2 separate regions of the Aedes albopictus genome follow, and region 1 is linked to region 2. Evidence: chromatin contacts called from public Hi-C data. All regions are on one chromosome and are shown on one strand. The core of a region is the stretch at or near the end of the contact, and the rest is flanking DNA. Distances in the headings are between cores, read along the strand shown.

Evidence for each region. A called contact is a pair of places that touch in the nucleus more often than the background predicts.
Region 1: a contact with region 2 is called in a Hi-C map of embryo, with 3 times the contacts expected there. The contact joins the promoter of LOC109427663 here to the promoter of LOC109431456 in region 2.

What each region holds. Positions count from the first base shown.
Region 1 is chr1:162,915,048-162,921,278 of AalbF5, forward strand. It overlaps LOC109427663 (pyridoxal-dependent decarboxylase domain-containing protein 1), which reads left to right and starts at 3,217. Exons shown (of 7, transcript XM_019703241.3): 1 at 3,217-3,446; 2 at 3,518-4,351; 3 at 5,495-5,770; 4 at 5,902-5,970; 5 at 6,045-6,231. The coding sequence starts at 3,360. It overlaps LOC134285244, which reads left to right. Exons shown (of 2, transcript XM_062845716.1): 2 at 199-1,056. The coding sequence ends at 215.
Region 2 is chr1:162,764,616-162,770,443 of AalbF5, forward strand. LOC109431456 (ataxin-1) reads left to right here and starts at 3,096. Exons shown (of 7, transcript XM_062845710.1): 1 at 3,096-3,234. LOC109427666 (serine/threonine-protein kinase Smg1) reads right to left here. Exons shown (of 9, transcript XM_062845706.1): 4 at 1,324-4,031; 5 at 831-1,233.

The DNA.
Region 1 (6,231 bases), core at 1,967-4,466, 150 kb after region 2:
AAAAGACATTTGACGACTCAAATTGACGAGAAATATCGTTTGATGAATGAAGACACGGGAGTTGATTATTTTCTTAAGGACGATTTTGCGAAACTACGCACTGGCGATCCTATCTATTATAAAAATTTTAAACCAACAGAGTTGAAAAGATGGTTGGACGCAATATTTTTAAAACGACTTTCTCCCAATGTATTTCAGATATCTGTTGGTGGTAGGACGTATACTGCTCATCGCGAACAGTTGAAGTTTAAGGTCAAAAGGCCCAATTTATTTGTTTGCGATTGGAAAGAGAGCAGAAAACGTCCTAGGGAGGAAGACGGTGATGATAGTGATGACCCGGACAGCAGTGACGTATACGGTTTCGTAGCAGATTCGTTTTTGTTTAATCCGCAAGCGCAATCCGACAGTAGTTTGTTAGAATCGAGCATGCATGGCAGTAGTTTGCCATTACTGCCGTTTTCAGACGGGAGTTTAAACAGTAACAACCCCGTTCCGACGATCGTTGCCGATGATCCAGCATCATCCACGAGGGCGAAGCGTTCTGACATCGTCGCGTGTCCGAATCGAAGGCGTTCTACTGAATTTGTGCAATCGAACGGAAGTAGCACTTGTGATTCATTCAGAAAAGTCAGTGAGCTGCAATCGCATAATAATGAAGTCGAACAGCGGCAAGAAATTATTCGAAATGAAGTCGTTGGTCATCGAGAAGGTACAAGAATCAGGAGGTCTCATCGAACAAAGCGATTCAAAAGAGATTCTAATTATTTGTATTATTAAGTTGAATTATATTCAGTCGGATTATATTTAAGCTTTCGAAGTGAATTATCATAAATGTTAAATTTGACCTGAATTTATTGTATATTGGTTTAATCTTAAGGAGGAAGAACTGTGATGACCACTATTAGCGTGATGAAATGAGTGACCTACGACTACTCGTTTAGAGATAGCCGATCAGAAATAATAAAGTCAGTTGTTTGCTGAAGCGTGCATCGTAAGCATCTCGGTCTTCTGAATGGTATATAATCCGAACCGTCTAAACTAGAATACCTAGATATAATAGTGAGGTGATCGAAAGGTGGAAGCTGCACTACGACGAATATCTGAATGGTGCGGAGAGCGCAGACATGGAGGACGAAGGCAACGGGAGAAAGTGCTAAGTCAGTTTAGCAGGGAACAACAACGAACAAACACCCACGTTGAGGGAATTTAAGAAAACCGAGTCAGGAAGTTAAGGAAACTGGTAAGGATGGTATCGGAGCTGAAGTCATCAAGGTGGACCAGGAAAAGTTGGGATGGGATGGGAAGGAAGGTGTCATTTTCCCCATCTCCAAGAAAGGTGACAAGTTGGAGTGCGAGAACATCAGAGCAACGGCCGCTTGATAACGGACTAAATCTTTACCGTATCAGCTATCAGTATGTCGGCTCCAGAGGCACGTTCTCCTCCATTTGGGAAATTTGTTCCATCGCCATAAACACGCCATAAATCTTTACCGTATGGCAAATCCTCAAAAAAAAAGCCGTGAATACCAGGTCTCAACACACCACCTGTTCATCGACTTCAAGTTGGTGTACGACAGTACCGACCGCAGAGAGCTATGGAATATCATGGATGAGAACGGCTTCTCCTGGAAGCTAGTTAGATTGATCAAAGCGACGATGAACGGTGTAAGAAGCTGCGTAAGTTGTGGTGTAAGAGTTTTGGGCGATCCGCCTAGTTTGTTCGAATCTCGCCGGTGACTACGATAAAGATGATGGTCTCTCATGCCTACTCTTCAACATCGCCCTGGAAGGTGTTATGTGACGAGCTGGGCTCAACAGTCGAGGCACAATTTTCACAAAATCCGGCCAATTTGTCTGTTTTGCGGATGACATGGACATTATTACTAGAACATTTGGAACGGTGGCAGAACTATAGACAGGACACTTTCGATGTGGTGGAGGACTTCCTCTACATCGGGTCCTTATTAACGGCAGACAACAACGTTAGCCGCGAAATACGGAGGCGCATCATCAGGGGAAGTCGGGCTCCACTAGAACCTGCGGTCGAAAAAAAATTCACTTTCGCACCAAATGTACCATGTACAAGACGCTGATAAGACCGGTCGTTCTATACGGGCACGAGGCCAGGACTATGCTTGAGGAGGACATGTAAGCACTCGAAATGTTTGAGCGGCGGGTGCTTTGGACCATCTTTGGCGGTATGCAGGAGCACGGTGAGTGGCGACGAAGAATGACCCACGAATACGCTGCATTCTACGGCGAATCTAGCATCCGGAAGGACGCAAAAGCTGAAAGGATACGATGGGCAGGGCATGTTGTGAGAATGTCGGACAACAACTTTGCAAAGCTGGTTTTCTCAAGACATTCGAATGATACAAGAAGACCTGAGGGGATCGTGCAAGAAGGGCGGACCAGGTGGCAGAATGATCGTGCAAATGTGGGACGCAGCCGATGTTGGAGGACTGTAGCCACGAATCGAGGGTTTGTTGCGAGGAATTGTTGCTTCAGCTTAATTGTAATAAAATAACGATATATGTAATACTTAATAAATAAATTATTGAATGAATACCTAAAAACAAAATAAAATTACTTCCATAATTTAAAACTCAAATGCGTATTCCATGACACAGTATCCTTTCATTTTCCACTTACGCTCACGCAGTCAAACCGCCAGAACAAGCGCCAGACCATCAGAAGCTACCACCCCTTTCGAAGCTTCCATCGATCAACCACCCACTGTCGCCCGCGAGCTTTCCCGTAAAACGTCAAACACAGCTGCTTTGCGCTAGTGTGCGTCTCCTACCACCCCCTTTGAAAACGTTGAAAACAAAAAGAAAAGCTTTCGCAGAGTTGACGACGACGCCAGAGCTGTCACGCCACCGTGCACTAACACACCTACATTATATAGGTAAACAAACCGACGTGTGCATGCATGTGTTAAGTGGGACCATGTGAAGAGACTTGAGCCGGGTACCTAAAATGAGACGAAAACGCCGCCATCAGCCTTTAATTTTCTTTAGATTCTGAATTTTACGCACAACTTTACGTAAAAAAAATACAACCAGCTGCAAGTATAAAGACCGATGCAATTCTATAACTTTGGTTTGCAAGTTGCACTCATGTTTTGTCAATTATTTCAAACTGTGTCGAATACACCGCCGTCAAACGTTATAGTCTACCCATTGGCGCAGAACTCTATCGTCGAAAAGGTTGAGTGCGAGTGATGTGTCAGATTGCCACATAACAAACGGCAAAATTCTGCTGACTGCTCGGTGTTTTCTGACGAGTGATATTTTCTGGGGCGTGAAAAGTGCTAAATTTTCCTCTTTCGAAGCACAAATTTTCCTTTAATTAGAAGAATGGCCGAGACGCCAAGTGAATCCGGTGCGCCGTTGGGACTGAGCACGATGAGAGAACCGCAATTGGACGAAATACCAGCGTCGAACGTAAGTTGCAAATGTCATCGATTTTTTTTTCTTGCTTTCTGGAGGATTGTCTTCTTTTCGTCCGAATGTAGGTTCGATCCAGCCTGGCCGAATTGGAAACCCAGGCATCGCAGGTGCTGAACCGTTTGGAGTACGTCAAAGTGGCCCTGGAGCAGCACCAGCAAAATGCGATGTTCCCGCAGCTGCCGGTGAGTCCCGGATTTCTACAGCCGGATAAGAAACCAACGGCGGAAGTGCTAACTTCGCTGGAGTCGCTTATATCCCAGCTGGACATCGACGAAGAGACGGATTTTGTGCTTCCTCCTCTGGATGACTCCTCGCAACTGGCATCGGTTAGTCATTCGATTGGTGCTTACCTTTCGGCGCTGGACCGGCAGTATCTGAGTCGGATCGTGTCGAAAATTGTGTCCGATACCAATCGCTGGCTGAGCCATATGTTCCGGTACATGGATTGCAGCACCGGTTACTATCGGGACAGCGCGGAATGTATTCTGCACGCCGTAAGGCTAGCCATAGCGACTCGCTTTCCGGAATCGATGGAGAACCGGTTGGCTCAGTTGCAGAATGCAACGCTTTACCTTTCGGAGACCAGCTCGCTGTTTGCCCTACAGAACACGTGCCGTTACGTGGGGCTTCCTCCGGCAAATATCCGGGTGGTGCCTTGTAATACGTTGTTCGGTGTGCGCGGGACGATGGATGCTTCCGAACTGCAGAAAATGCTGGCCACCGACGTTGAAGCTGGCAAGATTCCGTTGTTCTTGATGGCCGATCTGGGATCGTCCATTTGCGGCGAGGTGGACAACCTGACGGTGATTCGGCAGGTCTGCAGTTTGAACAACATGTGGCTGCACTGCCAGGGACACTGTTTGGCTGCGCTGGCCGTCACCAAAGGAACGCTGACTGGGGTAAGATTGTGATTTTTTCATCTATGTATGTGGTATTTATAGCGGGTCATTTGCAAATTTGGAGAGAATCTTCTCAGGATTGTGGAGATAATTCTTCCTGGATTCTGGAGAGTGTTCATTCAGGATTCTGGAGAGAATTCTCCCAGGTTTCTGAAAAGAATACTTATAGAGTTCTGGAGATAATCTGCAGATAATCTTCCTAGGGTTCTAGAAATAATTTTCTCCTAATATTCTCTATAGAAACCTATTAGAACTAACAATCTTCCGTTAATTTTGGAGAAAATTCTCCAAAGATTTTAGAGAAAATCCTCTCAGGATATTCTGGAGAGAACCTTTACTGGATTCTAGATAGATCCCTTCTAAGATTCTGGAGAGAAACCTTCAAAGAATCTGAAATAATTGTTTCACGAATTTAGAGAGAACCCTTTGCAGGATTCTTCCAGGATATTAGAGAGAATCCTTCCACGATTTTGGAGAGAATCTTTCCACGATTCTGGAGAGAATCTTTCCACAATTCTAGAGAGAATCTCTTCATGATTCTGGAGAGAATCTCTCCAGGATTCTGGAGAGAATCCCTCCAGTATGTATTCCGGAGAGAATCCCTCCAGGATTATGGAGAGAACCCCTTCATGATTCTAGAGAGAATGCCTCCAGGATTCTGAAGTGCATCCCTCTAGCATTCTGGAGAGAATCCTTCCAGGATTCTGAAGAGAACCCTCCCAGAATTCTGGAGAGAACCCTGCCAGGATTCTGGAGAGAATCCTTCCAGGATTCTGGAGAGAATCCTTCCAGGATTCTGGAAAGCATACTTTCAGTATTATGGAGAGAATCCTTTTAGTATTCTGGGGAGATTCCTGTCAGTGTTCTAGATAGCATTCTTCCAATATTCTGGAGAGAATCCTTTCAGTATTCTGGAAAGAATCCTTTCAGTATTCTGGAAAGAATCTTTCCAGAATCCAGTAGTTTCTTACACTTCCCATCGAATTTGAACTCCCTTAAACCGGCAGCAGTCGCGTGATATGCTGAGTACACCCGCTATGTAAAAATCACGCTTGTAGTGTAGCAATTAGCTTTTAAATTCATCTTTCAACAGCCCCAACTACAAGAAACTTATTACAAACATAGAACTTTTTCCCTTTTCAGATAAAAGCGATACCCGATTCGATGACACTGAACCTTGTCAACTGGCTGGGAATTACCGGTGTTCCCTGCGTGATTATGCATCGGCAAGTTCCGGTGCAAGTTCTTACGCTGTTCGATGTGGATCCCATCCTTTCCAACCGGATAACGGCCATTGGGCTGTGGACGATCATGCAAACAATGGGTGCCGATTCGATTAGTGAACGCATCTTCATGGCATTCGACTCGTGTCGACACATTCACGAGGTACTGAGCCGAATCGAGGGGATTCGAATTTTGGTAAGTAAGAGTTAGGCATTTACGATCCAACCACATTCCTCCGAAAACCCAAAACCCTTTCGTTAGGAAAATACCAAAGCTACTACAGATCTTGAAATGATTTACTTACTATTATTTTGTCTGTTTCACAGAGTAAGGCACCCCGACAGGAAGCAGGAAAATCCTTCCGTGCGTTGCTCAGCAATCCTGTAAACTATACTGTACGTCTAACTATAAATATTCAAATTTATGGAACATTCATCATAATACTTAGGGCAATTTCTACATTTTACAGATCTTATTTGAGACAGCCGTCCCTGTTGTGGTTTTTCAGTTCGATGGAAGCAGCGGGCAGAACAACGAAACCCACGTTGATGAAACTTCGTCTTCTACTCCTCACGGTGGTGCTATCAACTCCGATGATCCCCAACGGAACGAAGCCGATGCGAAAGTGGCTCTCAATGATCCTGTGAGCAAATCGA
Region 2 (5,828 bases), core at 1,846-4,345:
AAAGCTAGGCTTTACAAATACTGGCGTTAGTGAGAAGTGGACATCGCAATGGAATTTGCGAAAAAGTTACTCGTCCTTTCGGTGAGACTCGAACTCACGACTCCTACTTACTGACAGGCGCGTTGCCAACTACATCACGAGAAGACTCGAAGATGTAGTGACTAACCTGAATTGAAGATCAGCTCGAAATTCTGAGGTTATCTTTTCCACGGACCGCACAAATCGATAATTAATAAATTAATTAGGAAAGAATGAACAAAGAATTATGGGCAAAGACTAGTGCTTTTACCCTAGGTATATGTTTAAAACAGATGAATATATCGGATACATCCAAAATTAATTAGTATATTAGGAAGTCGCATTTTGATGTTCTTAAAACTAGCTGAAAAACTACGATCAGTCAGTATATACCATCGGATAGTCCTCAATCTTGTTAACAATTTTTCAAAAGACGAAATTCGTTCAAGTTTATTGAATTTGTGATCCATGGCTCTTAACCCTCGAGCGGTCGCGTTTTTGACTATCTGCAACGGCACCGCGCTCACGCTGTGTACCACATGCGTGCATTTTTCATGGTGCGTGTACTCAGTACACGATGCGACCGCTCCCGGGTTAAAAACCGCCATACCTACGTAAATCTGTTTTAAGGGCAGTTTTGAACTGAACACAGCTAAAAAGAACTGTTTGTCTCAACCCCACTACCCCTTAATGCCTTTTGATACGAATTCAAGCAAAAAAAGCACAATAAAAGGGGTAGAAATTGTCAATTAAAAAATAAATCCGAAAAAACTTTGATCAAAGCATGGAAGGAGAAAAAAACATTCACTTACCTCAATTCCGGTGACTCCCAGCGCTTCCTCCAGATTCGGTGTCATCCGGAAGGGCACCTTCTCCGGAACCCGTAGAGTTTTTCCTTTCTCGAAGCACACATTGTAATCGATATGCACAATTTCACCGGACGCCAACTTCACCAGCACATTGTCCAAATGGCGATCCCCCAGGCCTATGATATAACCGATGACACTCATTACCGCCATCGAGAGCGAATAGTTACGAATCACTTGCCGCCAGGTGGCAGCCGTCGTACTGTGACACCACAATTCTTTGGCGAGCAAATCGCGAGGCGTTTCTTCCTGCAGTTCTTTGAGCACTTGTTTCAACGCTTGCACGGGCCAATCCTTGCGGTTGTCGCTGGTCTTCATGCCGTGCTGTTGCAGCAGGGGGGTTAGTTTCCTGAAGGAGATGGATGTTGGAAAGAATTAGAAATGAGATGATTGTAATGCATAATGTATTCCAAACTGTAGAACATAGTAATATACTTACTGATAATACAGCTCCGAGGGTCGATTCACCACACCCGGTTTGTCCTTTTTCTGCAGTGCTTCCCGTTGTTGCCACTTTTTGTACAGCGAGAAAATCGGAACCGTGTTGTCCACCCAGTTGATCAGGCCGGACCGCGGCCCCAGCGGAATCACAGAGTAATGTTCCGCCCGGTAGTAGGTGATGTTTCCGTTGCAATCGATCGACTTTTTCATCATGAGGTTCGCAATCGACAGGAACTGCATGATACGTTCGTCCAGATGAAGATCCTCAAGGCCTTTGAAGAGGTAACTGTAACGGCGTCCATCGTTGCCGTAGAACATGAGCTTTTTCGGTTTGGTTTTGGTTGGAAGGATCTGAACGAGATTGTCCACGGAGCGGATGAGGATTTGCTGCATTTGGGTGCTCTCGATGCCAGGCATGGATATGGCCGTGTTGGAGAGTTTGGCCAGGACAGGGCTGATTTCAGATAGGCGCAACGAGAAGGCAGTTCGCTTTTGACCTCTTTGTTGCATTTGTCCGAACAGGATCTTGAATTGCGTCCAGCCCTGGATAGGCTTAGCGAAGTCTAATGGCTCTTTCAGTTTTTCGATCATCAAACTGATGTACTTTAGGAAACGATCCTGGAAATGACGCTCGTGTATTGTTTCGGGCGATCGAGAAGTCATCTCGTACAGCTGCTCCAGAACGAATACCAAAGGTCGGTGCAACAGCTTATGCTTCTCTATGAGAAGATCCCGTTTCTTGTCCAACTGTCCATTTTCCGTTACCTTGGTGAGTTCATTTTCGAAATTGATGAAACTTTTGTTGTACTCGGAGTAGATTTGTTGCATCGATATAACCCAAAACTCGTCCCACAAAAGTGAAATCCGTCTCAATTCGTGAACCAAAACCTTGACCTGTTGAACGGTTTCCGGTGCATCCCTGGACAAAATGTCCAACAGAGCGTTGAAGCAATACACGAGTCCTAACGTTTCATCTCCGGAATCTTTCGGCGCACATTCCGCGGTGTTTTCTCCGCTCAGCTCATTTATGTCGACTTTCTTCTCCTGAACAGAGCCCACAACCGCTGGGAAGATAATCAACTGTGGTGCATCCTTGGCCACTCGACACAGCAGTTCCGAAACCCGCTTCCTCACATAAGGTTCGTGATGATTCAGCCTTGAGAATAGCTGTGGAGTTATAACTCGCCATGGCTTAGTAGGCGTGCTGGCTAGACCACGTTCTAGAACTTCTTTTAGTCCAAGGGCATGTTTCACGATCAATCGCAGTAGACGGAGCGTTGCAGTGACAGTCGACGAATTGCCATTTTCGTTTTCCATCTCAAGCGAAGAGGACAGTTCCAGGAAGCGGAAGTAAGCCGAAGCAGCCGCCTCGTAGTACCCGTATACCGTTTTGTGAGTTTGACGCCAAATCTCCACAATCGACTGAAGCTTCTCCGGAGGACAGTTCTGCAATTCGGGCACGGTTGCCTTCAGCGACTCCAGGAGATCCGTGGAGCTCGTTTCGTTCAAGCCAAATTCTTCCTCTTCGGAAATCACCTCGTGTTGGTTGAGGATGACCAGAATCGATTTCTGAACTTCTTCTGACAGATTGGATGGTAAGATTTTATTTATTTCCTCCAGGTTAACATTATGAGCTGTGTTGGCCTCCGTGTTGAACTCGACCATCTTCTTTCCCCAGCGATAGCACCAGGAAGCAAACTGGCACCAAGCTTTGGCCAGTTCCGGACAGGACTGAGTGCTTGCCTGTAGAATTTTTCCCACGACAATGTCCAAGCAAGAGAAGATGGACAACATGCGACCGTCGATGGTCGGTCTCACTTCCGGCAGGGATGCGATTAACACGTTCAAAGCCGTGCTCGAATCATGTTGAAGAAGCTTTGCATCCTCACTCTGTACCCAATCTGCCAAGGTAAGTAAAAAGCGAGATTTTCTTTCGCGAAGTTCGTCTGTAGCATTTTCCTCCAGAACATCCAAGTGTTCGGAAATCTGCCGAGCCGCTTGGGACGCGAACTGAATTGCTTCCTGTTTTCTTCCTGGTTGACAGTAGATCCACTTGCACTGTTCATACACAGCCCTACTCAAACTTGCGTCCCAAACCTCACAGCCCACCTTCTCGCCCATCAAGTGCTGCTGAGCTTTGTCCACATTTAGCTGTTTTACCAAACCCAACTCCCTTGCCAGGTTGGAATCTCTGTAGAAAATATCCAGCTCATACTGACACAGCCTGAAGTTGTTCTCCTTCCTAGCCACCGAGACCAAATCCAGCCGCATTTCCATATTGTGCTGTTCGCAGTTTTTACCGGCGTCCAAATACTCCGACCAATGCAACACCCGCATCATGGCCAGTGAGCCGTAATGCTTCTCCACGCGAATCGATTTGGAATTGTCCAGAGTGTACTCGTTCAGGGTGGCAATGTGCCCCACGTGGTTTGTGATGATCAGCTGGAATAGATGTTCCCGTGATTTGGTCAGAAGACACTCCTGCAGGGCACTGTGGATCACCTCGTTGCAGATGCGAAGGGTTTCCTCCTGGCTGGTGGTAAACTGTTTCAGGAACGAAATAGCAATCGTGTTTTCCGTGTCGCACAGAATTTTGTAGCACGAGAAGTTATTGGGCACATCGGTGCCCAAATCGATCAGCTCCCAGTGGGACATGTCAATCACGTTTTTGTCTCTGGTTTTTTCGTATGCGATCCAGTCTTTGACCTGAAAATATTAAGATGATTTGGAATAGAATTGGTAGCGTTGTAGTGCAATGAGATATGGCTGGGATTGATCGGAAACATGATCATATGCACAAAATCTCGAGGCAATGTTACCGGACGAGGGTGAGCTCGATGACGTGTATCTTGAGATGTAGCCGATTATGCTGCAGCATGAAACCCGACAAAACGTGGAACATTATGAACGGAGGCGGATGCACTACCCTGGGCCTTGCCCAGTCCCTATACCATACCATGAGTTCAGATCCGACCTAGTAGGCTGCCAACGACATAGCCAGGCCACAACGACAGCATACCAGGGAGTTTTTCGCGCGGCCAACTGTTTGATTGAAGGGTCGAGTTCTACCGCATGCATCTGTAGGGCACCGGCGGCATGACCTTCGTAGCCGATTTCCGAGCCCTGAGACCACCTTGTGGTTACGACTGATCTACAGGTCAGTCCTGATTAATCTATAGGATATAGTTACTCCTATGCAAGCGGCACCATCTCTCTAGTTCCGAGACGATACGGGCGACAGCTGATTAAACGAAGGTCAAGGCTTACCGCGCTGCCATAGTACCACGTCAAAGTGAGAGTGGGAGTGCGCGTTCAAAGGATTTGACACATTCCACGCACTTCTACGCCAAGGGTGTGAAATTTCAAAGTGATTGTTTTGCCCCAAGCTTTCCAGCATATGAAAGAGGGTAGATTCAATCTTAGGAAAACCATTTGTTTTACTTAAAATTTCATCAGTAACTTATTTAAATAGTTAGGTGAAGTAATAGCATTTTATGTAAGAAAAATGAAATTTTTCATTGATAAGTTTCAAATATGCCTGCTTGCATATGAAAGTTCAAAAACATTATACCTATTTTTTGTAAATGTAGTATAATAATGTATATTTTATACACCCAAAGGCAACTTTTCATAAAAATGGGTTTAGATATGTTTTAAGCACTTTTTGCAATAGCCGCAATTTAATGGTGTCCCGTTACGAAAATAGCACATTTGTTGTAATAACGAATTTATTACGAACTTTAGAAAAATGATTTCCAGGATTCTCTTAGTACTCGTGGAGACCTTTCTTCCAACACATGGGTTACCTTGATCGACGCTTTATCTTAGGCGTTACAATGGGTACGTAGACATGGTGTCCCGTTACGAAAATTTTAGACATTCATAAGTAGATAAATAAGTTTGGTTTGATCAAATATTTAACCAAAAAACTGTAACCATGATGAAATGATATTGTAGGTGGTATATATTTACATTATCCTTCTTGGTGTAACGGCCCTACTGGAACAAAGCCTGCTTCTCAGCTCAACGAAAACTACACACTTAATTCAGATTGTCGGGATATCAGAATTTTTCAAACTTTTGCCGAGATTCGCACAGCCGAGCAATCAGCAAACAATCATTTTGCCGGGATCTCGGCAATTTTGACAGTTCATTGCTGATAGTCGGCAATCGTTTTGCTGAGAATCAGTTAACAATCGTCACTTTTTGCTGAGATACCAGATAAAGATTTTGCTGAGCAGACGGCTGTGCGCGATTTTGCCGAACCCGCGAATCTGTTTTGAGTGTGTACGTAAAGAAATGGCAGGTATTCTGATGGATCAGTATAACAAGTGATATTTTATTAGGTTTTGTTGTACCAGCATACTCTTTGAATGCTATAACCTTTTCTACATGTCCTATGAATTACCACCATGATGTATAAAAAGGCATATAGAATCACACAACGTTGAAAACATGAAAATCTCGAAGTGATGGTTGGCATTCCTTTTTAACCCCATAATC